Regions from separate parts of the Danio rerio genome. Here region 1 is linked to region 2. A link is a contact called in public Micro-C data. All regions are on one chromosome and are shown on one strand. Each heading gives the region's core, a stretch centred on a gene start, on an enhancer-like site or on the middle of the called end of the contact. The rest is flanking DNA. Distances are from core to core; before and after follow the strand shown.

Region 1 (6,466 bases), core at 1,528-4,027, 120 kb before region 2:
TAATCATATTAGCCTACAGTTTAATCAGTTATGGCCTTTGGTTTTTTAAATGTAGACTAAGAATGTTAATGAAAGTCTAGGAAGCGGGTGTGAGAATTTTACCTCAGGGATGCATTTCCCGGAGCAACACGGGGACTGCAATCAGATCATGAAGCAGATCAATGTTGATCTTTCTTTCCAGGTGTCAGTTCAGAAATGTACAAAACAATAGGCCTAATACAAAATATTATAAGATTAAATATGAAAATTTTTTCAGATGGTCATTTTTGGTCAATTTTCCTAACAGATAAACAGCTTTCGCTAATATTTCAGTATGCTTTCACTTTCGTATTAGACATGAAACGCATATTTACCGGTAGGAATGACATCCTGCCCTACTCATTATTCTCTCTACACATAGTCGTATGTATGGCTATTACACAATCATAATACACTGTGATATAGCCTAGTTTGTCTGATTGGTTTGTTTTCTCACTACGATCGATCTGCTCAATCGAGCCGAGACCACCTCATTCAGGCGTTCTCGGACTGATTGATTTAAGTCGGACCGAGCGTAATTGCGTGATTCACATACGCCAGACAAACTGCGCTAACTTCGCAAATGAAACAGGTTCTGAAACAAACACCTGGGCCTGAAAGCACCCTGTATTTTCACGCAGTTGACAAACAGTCGCAGCCAAATTAATCTTTAGTGTGTTGTTATTTTGACCTGAAGTGACAAGTGCGCACATGTGCTTTCCTTCACCATTTTCTATGGCGTCTCTCATAACTAGTCGACCATTGACCATTCTCTCAGAGGATGAAAATCGGACAGATTGCTGCATCTCTGATACAAGTTTATGGAGAAAAGTAAAAAGCGCTGCAGTGTTTGGATGTGCTGTGTTTGTCTGAGGTCATTAGTCTACCATTATTACTGAAATGTGTATATTCCTCACAAAGTGTGAAGCAGATTGGTTAGTTCTGGTTGGTTAGCAGTGCGCCCGGGGCATTCGAAAAAGTTCAAATGTTTTTCAACTAGGTTCTCCTGGAACTAGGATCATGTGTGTTTCATGCAAGTCACACGCCTCCATTGGAAATGACAAACAGACATCCTGAGCTTATTGGCATTGCTTTCAAGGCACACACCCAGCAGCAGCATTTAAATAAAACTATAGTGCTTCATACCAAAACTACATACCAAATCTTCTTTTTTTTTTTTAATTTTTTTTTTTTATCGATATTGACAATGGTATTCGATCAATAAATGTCAATACCGATTTTTACCTCCCAGCCCTAAAACCTGAAAACCAGGGTTTATTCAGCAAATATTGATTGCATTAATATCAGATAAAGAGGAGTAGATGATGAGGTAAATGTCTTTGCTGTTTGTTCAAACTACTTATTTAAAATGAGCTGAATTAACACAATTCTTGATGTTTTTTGAGACAACTTAATTGTTTCATGTACAATCTACTTAAATTTGTCAAATCAATTCAGTTAACTTAATTTTTGTTGGGACAACATTAAGAAAATATGTGGAGCCCTGCAATTTTATTACAGTGTAAATTTTTATTATTTGGTGAACAATCCTTTTAGATTCAGTAGAAATATGATTTTTTTGATAATTAATTCGGTAAATATATATAATAGTTGTTTTATTGATACCGCATGAGGGAGAATAAGTGATGAGGGAATTTTAAGTCTCTTTTATCTAACTTCAGTAGAAACTGAGAATTTGTTTTAAGATCTACACATTTTTACATTTTTAAAGCCATGATGAACAGTCTTTTCTTCAGCAGAAACAACATGTTGTGATTTGAAAACCAGGGTTAATTCAGCAAATATTGATTTTTCTAATACCAGATAAGGTGGAATAAATAATGAAAAATAATTTTCGTTTTTGAGTGAACCATCCCTTTAAATCCAAAAGAAACGGAGAATTTTCTAAAGGCCTACCAATTTTTTTTTATACATTTTTAATGTTATAATATATGGGGCTGCACAATGTATCATTTCAGCATCGATATTGCAATGTGTGTCCAAAGTAGTCACATCGTGGGATATGATATGTGGAGTTGGGATTATATTTGATCAACACTTGAGAGATTTGTGAAGTCATATATAACCATCTGAAGTCAACGTATAACCAACAGAGTGAAGCTTTATCATTTGCGTGTGCTTTAAAGGCATTTTAAGAGAGTTTAATGCATTTGGCACAATAACATACAATTATAACTTTAATGAAGAATAATTTGGCTGAATTATTAATTTAAATGAAGACTATACAGTTGATTATGTTGGTGAATACAGATTGACTCTCCGGAAAAGCAAAAAGCACTACTTATTTAAATTTTTTTGCTTGATGTTAGGTATTCTTGCTTGCAATTTGTTTATTATATTTTATAGATAATTATAAATGTATTCATTCAGTTTCAACAAATGTTTTCAATGAGGGTTAATATAGATTTTTATTAATACCAGATGAGGGAGAATAAACAATGAGGATTTTCATTATTGGCTGAACTTTCCCTTTAAATTCAAAGGCTAGAGTATTTTGTAATGGTCTAAAATTTTCCATAGCTAGCTCCACACGAGAGGGTTAAATATTGTTTTTGATACTTTAAAAACGGTCTTGAGGTGAAGGATCAGACAGAACATGAGGGTTGGCAGGTTTTCTGGTGTGGTGACGTCTGTGCTGTCCTGTGCTGCTGGTTATATCATGCTTGTCGGTCTGGGCTGCTGTCACACATAGCTGCTGGTTGCAGTTCTAGCATGTGGCATCATGCACAGGCATATAAATCCAGGCTTTAATCACAGCCTGTAGGAAACTCACTCGTCTTTCCACATTCCGGCTCTCAAGGACCGGCGCTCAGACCTTGTAAATTCCAGGCCCCACAGGAAGAAGGTCAAAGCAGCCCTTCTCAGATCTTGGCAGCAGAGAGTTAATCCAGACTTGCATGACCCTAGTTGTGCACTTTCTGCAAACAAACAACATACAGTTAATGTTCACACTGTTTTTTTGTTGTTGCTGTAGTTGTTCAGTGATCTTGTATGGCTTTATATGGATTTGAAAGTTTTATTTATTTATTTATTTACTTATTTTTTTGCTTTTAATTCACTTTGAAAAACATGAGAAAGTAGTATTTAATGACATTTAAGCCTTTTTATTTTAATGTATTTTTGATTTAATGACAATTAAATCAGTTTTTCCAACAACTCAAATATAATCCCAGTCATTATAATGCAGTTAAAAAATGTATAGTGTATATATAAGGCTGCACGATATTTTGTTTTTTCTGCAATTTGAATAAAATTTAAGTAACATTTTTGAAAGAATTCATAGTTTTACATTGGCTGGGATGATTTTGTAGCGGAGCGCATCTGGATAGGCAACACAAAATTATCAAAAAATATGCAAAATACAAAACAGATGGAAAAAAACAGAAATAAACAGCACTTTATAGTTTTCTGTGAAGTCTAACAGTCATGAAATTCATTAATCACATGTAACGTAACATGGTATGAACTGTGGTTTCTGGTTAATTATAATCCCAAGTTATTTTTAAGTTCTTCTTTCGCCAATAATTTTATAATAGCTAATAGAAATAGAATTTTTTTTTGTTTAGATTTAAAATGAGATTGTGGGATTATCTGCGGGATTAAGCTTTTTAACTAGTTAGCTAGTCAACTAATCCAATTACTCAAGAGTAATCTCACTTGTACTGGATATACACTAATGTCCATGTGTTTGCTGTCGGCAAGATTGTGGAAAGAAATGTAAAAGGCTAATAAAATAATCATAAATGGCTGTAAAAACGTACAAAAAAAGCTTAACTAAGCCTAAAAAATTTCAGTTGTCATATAAAAATCTTTAATATACTGTAATATATATTATATTATTATTATAATAAATTTATATTTATTTTAATATAATAAAACGTACGTATGCCAGAATAGTTGGCGGTTCATTCCGCTGTATTATATATATATAACATAATATAATGTAATATAATATAATTTAATACAATTTGATATAATATAATATTTAATATAATTGAATATAATTTATTTAATTTATAATAATTTACATAGTAATTTATATAATATATATAATATAATTTATTTTGAACAAAAAAATCATTATTGGTGTGCAAAAGCAATCTAAATACACTAACATTTTGATAGTTTAGATATTTTCTGACATATTTGCATCTCTTTTTGTGTGTTATCAGTTGAAATATAGGCTTGCATGATTGACATTCTCCTCAACCAATAGTGACTTGTCTATGATTGAATAATTCATTGCACAACTCCACTTATCGACTAAACTGAGAAACTTTCTCACCTTGAAAGGCATTTTCACCCAGCATCGTTTATCTCTCTCTTACTCTCTCTCTCTTTCTCTCTCTCTCTCTCTCTCCCTCTCTCTCTCTTATCTCTCTCTCCCTCCCTCTCTCTCTCCACACATGCAATCTGTGTGACTTGGCAAAGTAGGATTCTGAATAACGACAGCGCTTAGTGAATGTGACTAAATGGCAACGTTTAGGCCCACGCTTTATATAGTCTCAAATAACAATTTAAATCAGTTTGAGACCCTCGCTAATCAATTCTCCTCCTTAGGGGACATAATTAACAGTGCTGGATGACTCATGGAGATTGGCAGATTGCACCGTTTGCTGCATCTGTGGCTGAAGAGAGGGAAGAGAGGCAGAATTTGGCTCCAGCCTCTCTTACATGATGCTTAGCGAGGAAAAGCGATAACAGGAGACGGGGTGTAACTGTAGGTGGTAAATGCGGCTGGACAGGCGACAAGTACGACTGGCGATCCGCAGAAAGGTTGTCCCCTAACTGGAAAATTGGATGTTTGTCGCGAGCAGTGTTATTTCGAGGATCGTCTTAATGTCCCTGAGGCCTGATGTCATCTGCTGTGTCTCTGGGTAGATGTAGGATGGTGGGAAATGAGCTCCTTAAAGGAACAGTTCAGCCAGAAATGAACATTTTGTCAGTATTTGTTCAGGGATTGGTGATCGTGACTGATTTTATTGTTGTGAAAAAGCATTTCAGGTTCACACTCTTACTTGAGGGTTTAATGTGCTTTCTGAAGACTGGAATATAGTTGAAGAGTAATTTGCATCGGTATAATACTTCGTTTTTAGTAGGGTTTTTTTTTTCCATTTTGGTGCCGGACTTCTCATTCACTTTTATTGTTTTTTTATTGTTTTTTTTAAGAGACATTCAATTTAATTTAACTTAAAAGTTTGTGTTTTTGTAATTAAAGTTAGTCATCTATTAGGGCTGCACAGTTTATTGCAGGGGCTGTTGCAGGGGCTGTTGCCTCACAGCAAGAAGGTCGCTGGTTCGAACCTCGGCTCAGTTGGCATTTCTGTGTGGAGTTTGCATGTTCTCCCTGCCTTCGCGTGGGTTTCTTCCGGGTGCTCCGGTTTCCCCCACAGTCCAAAGACATGCGGTTCAGGTGAATTGGGAAGGCTCAATTGTCCGTAGTGTATGAGTGTGTGTGTGAATGTGTGTGTGGATGTTTCCCAGAGATGGGTTGCGGCTGGAAGGGCATCCGCTGCGTAAAAAACTTGCTGGATAAGTTGGCGGTTCATTCCGCTGTGGCGACCCCGGATTAATAAAGGGACTAAGCCGACAAGAAAATGAATGAATGAATGAGTTTATTGCAGGGGTCACCAAACTTGTTTCTGGAGGGCCGGTGTCCTGCAAATTTTAGCTCCAACCCTAATCAAACACACCTGAACAGGCTAATCAAGGTCTTACTAATGCCTAGTTCAGACTGCGTGATTTTAGCCCCGATTTTGGCTCGCCGACAGGTTTTGAGAAATCGCCAACAAATGCCTGAAATCACAGGCAAATCGGTGCTCGTGCACGTGAGTGACAATCACACAGTATGAACAATCAAAGACACGATCTGAGAGAATCGCAGATGAGTCGCCGATGCCTGTGAGATATTTGTCATGCTAAATATCTGGAGCTGTCGGCGATTCAAATCATGCCGTGTGAATTGAGTTTTGACTAAAAATAACATCAGCCATCACTTGTGTGTGCGTGTGTGTATACCTGCTGCAGGCCAGCGGGAGGCTGGGGGAGAAGTTAAAAGAGCTCTTTTTCGGTTTATTTGGACCCACGAAATGGAGGAAAAACTAGTGGAGGTTTGACAGGACTCAGGAGCAACCGTGTCTGTTTGACATTTCATACAGAAAGAAATTAATTTATTATCAACGTTGAGGAGAAATGGCTAATTCCCTTTAAACCCAGGTGAGCAAACATGTACATGTTCTACCCCATTAAAGGCTTCTTTCTCATTATGTAGTTAATAATAAAAGATATACTACATGTTTTTGGCTGTGAGACGTAGTTTGGACGAAGTTGTCGGCGATTCTCCCTATAGAAAAGTCATGCAATGTGAATGTCCATGTCGCCGAACCATCTTGCAGTGTAAACAAAGCAGCGACGAAACGCTAGCCCA
Region 2 (6,207 bases), core at 2,596-5,095:
GTTGACTTGCTCTCAGCAGGCCTCATGTTTAACTGCGCGATCTGCATGCAGGACACATTCAAAAAATGTAGACGTCTGTCTTCCGCCTCGGGCAAAAAACAGGGATGAATGTATCTGAACGGTTTTTAACGAAGACAGAATTTGCTTTATGACGTGTTCTTGCAATCTGTACTTTTATCTTCTTGTGGAAGGAGATTTAAAAACAGCATGTGTACGGCCTTAAATGTGCTTCATCTGTTTTCTCCTGGGACAAAACCGACAAGTTCACAACCGATGAAGTGGAAGATGCAGTCAAGAACAGACTCGGTTAGATGTGGATGAATAAGAATGTCAGTGCGTAAAAGGGTCTGTTTGTGGTGTGATCTTTCTGGCTAAGGGTTTTATTAGAAATGATTGGGTAAAATTGGGTTTGGAGGGGTAAAGTACATGAAGAGCAAGGTGAGTTTGAAGTCAAGCAGTAATACTGTAGGGCAAGGATGATGTGTTTTTCTTTTTTTTGTAGGCCATAACCTCTTAGCATTTTTAACACCTTCAGTTTCATCACATCAATAGCTATGTTTCCATCCAAAAATGCGAATAAACTTTATGCGCAAAACTGGATTATCGCACAAAAGTTGTGCGAATAAATCAGCGTTTCCATCCAACGAGTCAAAGCAAAAAAAATCATCACTTCCTGATTAACTGGCGCCAAATATCAACAGTAAAAACTGCATTTGCTGCAGTAGGAGAAGCTGCATCAATCTTTTCTAAATGAATGTGCCTCAGAAGACAATCCTGACAAGCAGTGAGCGTGCAGTGGTGTTTGAAGGTGTCAGACGCGGAGCACAGGCGCTCTTGATTCTGGAGGTCATTAATAATATAATAACATTAATACTGAAACGGTAAGGCGTTTTATAATGACCAAAACAACATTTCAGATGTTTTATAATGTGCTCAGCCTGACGTTTTATCCATTCACACATTTTAAGCATCACATGATCTCTTTTAACAAAATCACATGACCTTTTTTAATACGCATGCTGGAGTTTGTGCGGTAAAAGTGTTTCCATCGTAGTTTATGCGCATCTTTTCTTATCGAATAAAAAGTTTATCCTACCCAGTTAGGCGCATACGGTTTTTATGCGCATTTTCAAAATTTATGCGCATCATAGCGTTTCCATCAACTTTTTTTGGTGGATGGAAACATAGCTATTGTTGCTTGTGTTAAATGCTTTAAATGAGTTCTGTGGTTTATTGGATATTTTACCTATATAAATATGTTGTTTATTTGCTCACCTTCAGGTCATCTAAGATGAGTTTGCGCAGAGCACAGTATTAAAGAAGATCTTTACACAGGGGTGCTTTTCAGTGTAAATACTTAATTGAAATTATGTACAGTAACACTGACATGATGCACATTTTATAAAGATTTCAGTAATTACATTTGAATATCACCAATGCATAATGTCGCATACATAAAAAACAAAAGACGGTGTTCACTTCTTACCTGGTGTCTCTAACATCAAGTTACGAACGTGTTTGCAAGATGGAAGTCATACAACATTTAGACAATGGTAGCTCAGTATGGCATGGGAAAGAGCTGGCCATCAAAGTAACAAACAAATAAAACAACATTTTTATTGTTGTATTACAGATCTCAAAAGGGTGCACAAGAATTTTACCCAAATGAAAACAAGACCAAAGAAAAGTGCGCTTCTCTACGCTCTTCCTGGCGTCCACAAATGATAATAGACCGGTCTCCTGACCAATCAGGTGTCGGCATAGGCAGACCTAATGAAAATTACAGGCATGGAAAGGGATGAGAGAGATAGAGAGCCAAAAAGCTAGAATGGATGGAAAAGTACAAACGATATACGTACGGAAGTAACAACATTTTTTTTTTTCGAAGTAAACAAAAAGTGTCCATGACAGTGTGGCAACAAGCTACATATGCTGGGGTTAGGTGTGTTGGGAAAAAAATGAATGATGAGAACCCAGTCCAGGAGACTCGAACAAACAGAATATCTGGTGTGTCGGTAATCTGCAGTCATAAAGAAGTCCACAAGCCTGCAAGAGTCTACAGGAGTTTCTTACAGTGATAAGAGTAGTCTGTAAAGTTGAAAATTACTCTAAATGGAGACAGATGTGTCTAAATGGAGACACTTTCTATTATACATTTTAGGAGGAGGCAGAGGTGGAAACATTGAAAATGGGCATGAGTTTTAGTTTAATATCTTGTTTTAAGGACTTGAATAGATCATGAGGTTTCACCTGGCCTGACCAGCTGGAAAGTATCAACCAAAAACAAAGGCACAGTCGTTGGGACCCTGCCTTTAGCATTTGCATCACTTTAGCTTAACCTGTGCTCTGTCACACCCTAGATAGAGTTTTGAGTGAAATTAGATCATTAAAAAGCAAAGAATGTAACTTTTCATATATATATATATATATGTAGATATATAATATGTAGATTATTGTTAATCTGGAACTAAATTATATAAATGCATATTTCCACAGGTGCTTGATTTAAAAAAAAAAAATAAATAAATAAAATATATATATATATATATATATATATATATATATATATATATATATATATATATATATATATATATATATACAGTTGAAGTCAGAATTATTAGCCCCCCTGAATTATTAGACCGCTTGTTTATTTTTTCCCCAATTTCTGTTTAATGGAGATAAGATTTTTTTCAAAACATTTCTAAACATAATAGTTTTAATACCTCATTTCTAATAACTGATTTATTTTATCTTTGCCATGATGACAGTAAATAATATTTGACTGTATATTTTTCAAGACACTTCTATACAGCTTAAAGTGACATTTAAAGGCTTAACTAGGTTAATTAGGTTAACTAGGCAGGTTAAGGTAATTAGGCAAGTTATTATATAATCATGGTTTGTTCTGTAGATTATCGGGAAAAAAATATAGCTTAAAGGGGCTAATAATTTTGTCCCTAAAATGGTGTTTTAAAAATTAATAGCGGCTTTTATTCTAGCTGAAATAAAACAAATAAGACTTTTTCCAGAAGAAAAAATATTATCAGACACACAGTGAAAATTTCCTTGCTCTGTTACACATAATTTGGAAAATATAAAACAAAAAAGAAAAAAATTTGAAGGGGGCTAATAATTCTGACTTCAACTGTATATATATATATATATATATATATATATATATATATATATATATATATATATATATATATATATATATATATATATATGTGTTGCTTTAAAGTTCTTCAAGTCAAGTCAAGTCAAGAGTTTTATTTGTCACATACATAATAATACAAAGTATGACCAGCAGTGAAATGTAGGTCTGGTCCGCTCCAAAGACAGTGCAAGTATAGATAAACAAAAATTAAATAATAATGAGAAAAATATGTGCAAAAAATAATGTGCAAAAAATTATACAAAGTAATAGGAATAGCAGCAATATGAGGTATCTTATAGATACGACTTATACAGTGATATATACGTAATGTCAAGTGATGTTTAACACCGGGCCTGGGGAAAGTCCTTGAATCTACTGTTCATGAAAGTGTGGAAGCTAAAATAAAATAAAATAAAATAAAATAAAATCTAAATATTTTAATTTATAAATAAATGTATGTAAATATTTAACTAAATATAAAACTAAATACAAAATAATATAAGTTAAATTGTAAAGAAAATTATAATGGTAATTAAATAATGTATTTTTTAAATGCAAATCTAGCAGCTACCTCCAGCGACTCTAGTCTTGAATTTACAAATGCGTGTTTACTCATTTAGTTTCCTCTCTAGAGGTGTTAAAGGGAATTAAATGCAGCCCACAGATAGCGCTGTTGCATTGACCTGTGTTGTAATGCGGTGAGGTTGTGTCATCACTTCCTCAAGGGGAGCCTCAGTGAAAACACTGGTTCCTTTGGGACGTCCTGCCTCTGGTCAGGCCACTTGTACAGACTGACAGCATCAATAGCTCATCAACAGGCCTTCAAACGTTTGTTTTTTAAAAGGGTGATGTAATGTTTATATTCTTACACCCGCTTTTGATCTACAGGACGGGCACTCTTGAGGTAGATGGGGACAGTTTCAATAATTTATAATATATTATAACGCAACTTAAATAAGTGGATTATTTATGGCATGTACAGTATGAATTTGTTTATATCTATTTTTTTCTTCACATCTGTATTGGTGAATGTACAGTAATAGGCCAGGTTATTATAAAGCAAAAAGCCCTAAGAAGCTGTTGTTAACAGTGGATTTACAGTTAGAGCATTAATCCCCATGTAACAGTCACAGTTGTGTTTGTATTTTACAACAGCTTCAATCACAATTACCAGTCAGGAACAGCCTGTTTTATAAAAAAAAAACAAATAAACAGTAGTCAGAAAAAAATACAGTTTGTTGCACTTGCTATTTAAATAACAAAATAATGTAAATTAATGATATTTTCACAATAGTAAAACAAACTATTAACATTTATGTATTTATATGATTATTATTATTATTATTATTATTATTATTAAGTTGTAATCATCGTTATCATTATTAATCATATTATTATTGTTGTTGTTATTATTATTATTTTTTTTGGTTATTGTTTTTATTATTAATTATTAATTCATTTATTTATTATTATTTTGGTTATTATTATTATTATTGTTATTATTATAACTTTGTCATTATTATTTTGGTTATTGTTTTTATTATTAATTATGAGTTTATTTATGTATTATTATTTTGGTTATATATTATTATTATTATTATTATTATTAACCTATTATTGTTATTATTTTTATTATTATTATTATTATATTATTATTATTATTATTAATAATTAAAATTTATTATTATTTTGGTTATTTTTATTATTTTGGTTATTTATTTATTTATTTATTTATTTATTTATTTATTTATTTATTTATTTATGTACTGACAGGTACAGTGCAGTCTTTGTGTTGCATTCAAATTTAATATGGCTTTGTTCGTCCTCTGTTCAAATAAGTTCATATTTGCTAATAACCCTTCTCTTGAGGCGCTGCTAGATTACAAAGACCTGTAAATGAATCTTAATGCCTACTGGAGGGATTGCGTATCTAGTTTTTTCTTAATTAAAACTGTTCTCTTATTTCACATGTCGTCTCTCGCCTGTGGGTTCCAGCACTAAATCACACATCTGTAAAATGCAGGAGGGAGACACTAAATCAGATGATGATGATGATGATGTGTTTGCTCTTGAAAGTGCTGTTTGCTATGATCATCACAGGTGTTCGTGCAGAGCTGAGAGTGTAAATCAGTGAAAGAGTGAGTGTGTGAAAGTGAAGCCTAAAGGAAGCCCTCTAGTGGTGCAGATCCTCTGGTTTTTGTGCATTCAGTGTTGAAAATGGTTGAAACAGGCCCCAGGGCCTTACTGTTTTAAAGACAGTTTGACACCGTGTTTGAGGTGGTGCGTGCTGCACAGAGGATCAAACTGAACCCTTTTTTTGTGGTGGTGGTGGTGGAGACAAGAATAATGGCTTGTGAAACTTCTGTTGGCGATTCAGCTGCTATATTATAGTTACCTTCTATGTTTTTCTACCAATTCGGTTGGACTAAACCTGAAGAATTGTGAAGTTGATTCTGAAAGATTTCCACTGACTGCAGAAGAGTGCAGAATTTGATTATTTACCATGGTATTGCATAGGGCTGCATGATTGGAAAAATCTGAAATTGTGATATTTTGTTTTGCTGCTTTAAATATTGCATTATGAATTTTATTTGACCAAATGATTTGAATATCTCTATTTGAAAACATTTCATTGAATTTGATCGACTGGGATGAGCAAGTCTGGTGTTCATGCAGTGCATTGCATAAATGATAATAAATTACAAGCAAAAAATAAATAAATGATGTTGATTTAATATGATATAATGATTGGTTATTCATTGGGATAAACCCCTTGAGATGTACCATCTCATTTTCAAGGGGGTCCCACAATTAATCACAATCACATAATAACAACACAAGAAGACAAAACATAATTTACGAATCATCCAAAAAACATGACATAACATTAAAAAAATAATATATAAATTAAAAAAGTAAAAGAAAAATACTGAAAAAAGGAGGAAAAAGAAAGAAAAGAAAAGAAGGGAGGGGGTGTAGTAGTATACATACACACATACGTATATATACGTAGAAAAACTATATACAGATCAGTAAATCAATCACCA

What was found. Hi-C and Micro-C count contacts between places; a contact is called where the count stands out from the background.
Region 1: a contact with region 2 is called in a Micro-C map of caudal fin, with 5 times the contacts expected there. The contact joins two enhancer-like sites. A contact is called at or near these places in 2 of 18 Hi-C or Micro-C datasets (caudal fin and an unstated tissue).

What each region holds. Positions count from the first base shown.
Region 1 is chr9:48,079,577-48,086,042 of GRCz12tu, reverse strand. It overlaps a transcript of hdac4 not described here. Among named protein-coding and RNA genes, the nearest start is that of lct, 130 kb to the left of the region's middle. Within about 2 kb of position 2,777, at least 24 of the 62 cell types and tissues checked have an H3K27ac peak or open chromatin away from gene starts, as enhancers often do. A contact at or near this core is called in caudal fin, where this site is marked.
Region 2 is chr9:47,958,134-47,964,340 of GRCz12tu, reverse strand. It overlaps a transcript of hdac4 not described here. Among named protein-coding and RNA genes, the nearest start is that of hdac4, 78 kb to the right of the region's middle. Within about 2 kb of position 3,845, at least 12 of the 62 cell types and tissues checked have an H3K27ac peak or open chromatin away from gene starts, as enhancers often do. A contact at or near this core is called in caudal fin, where this site is marked.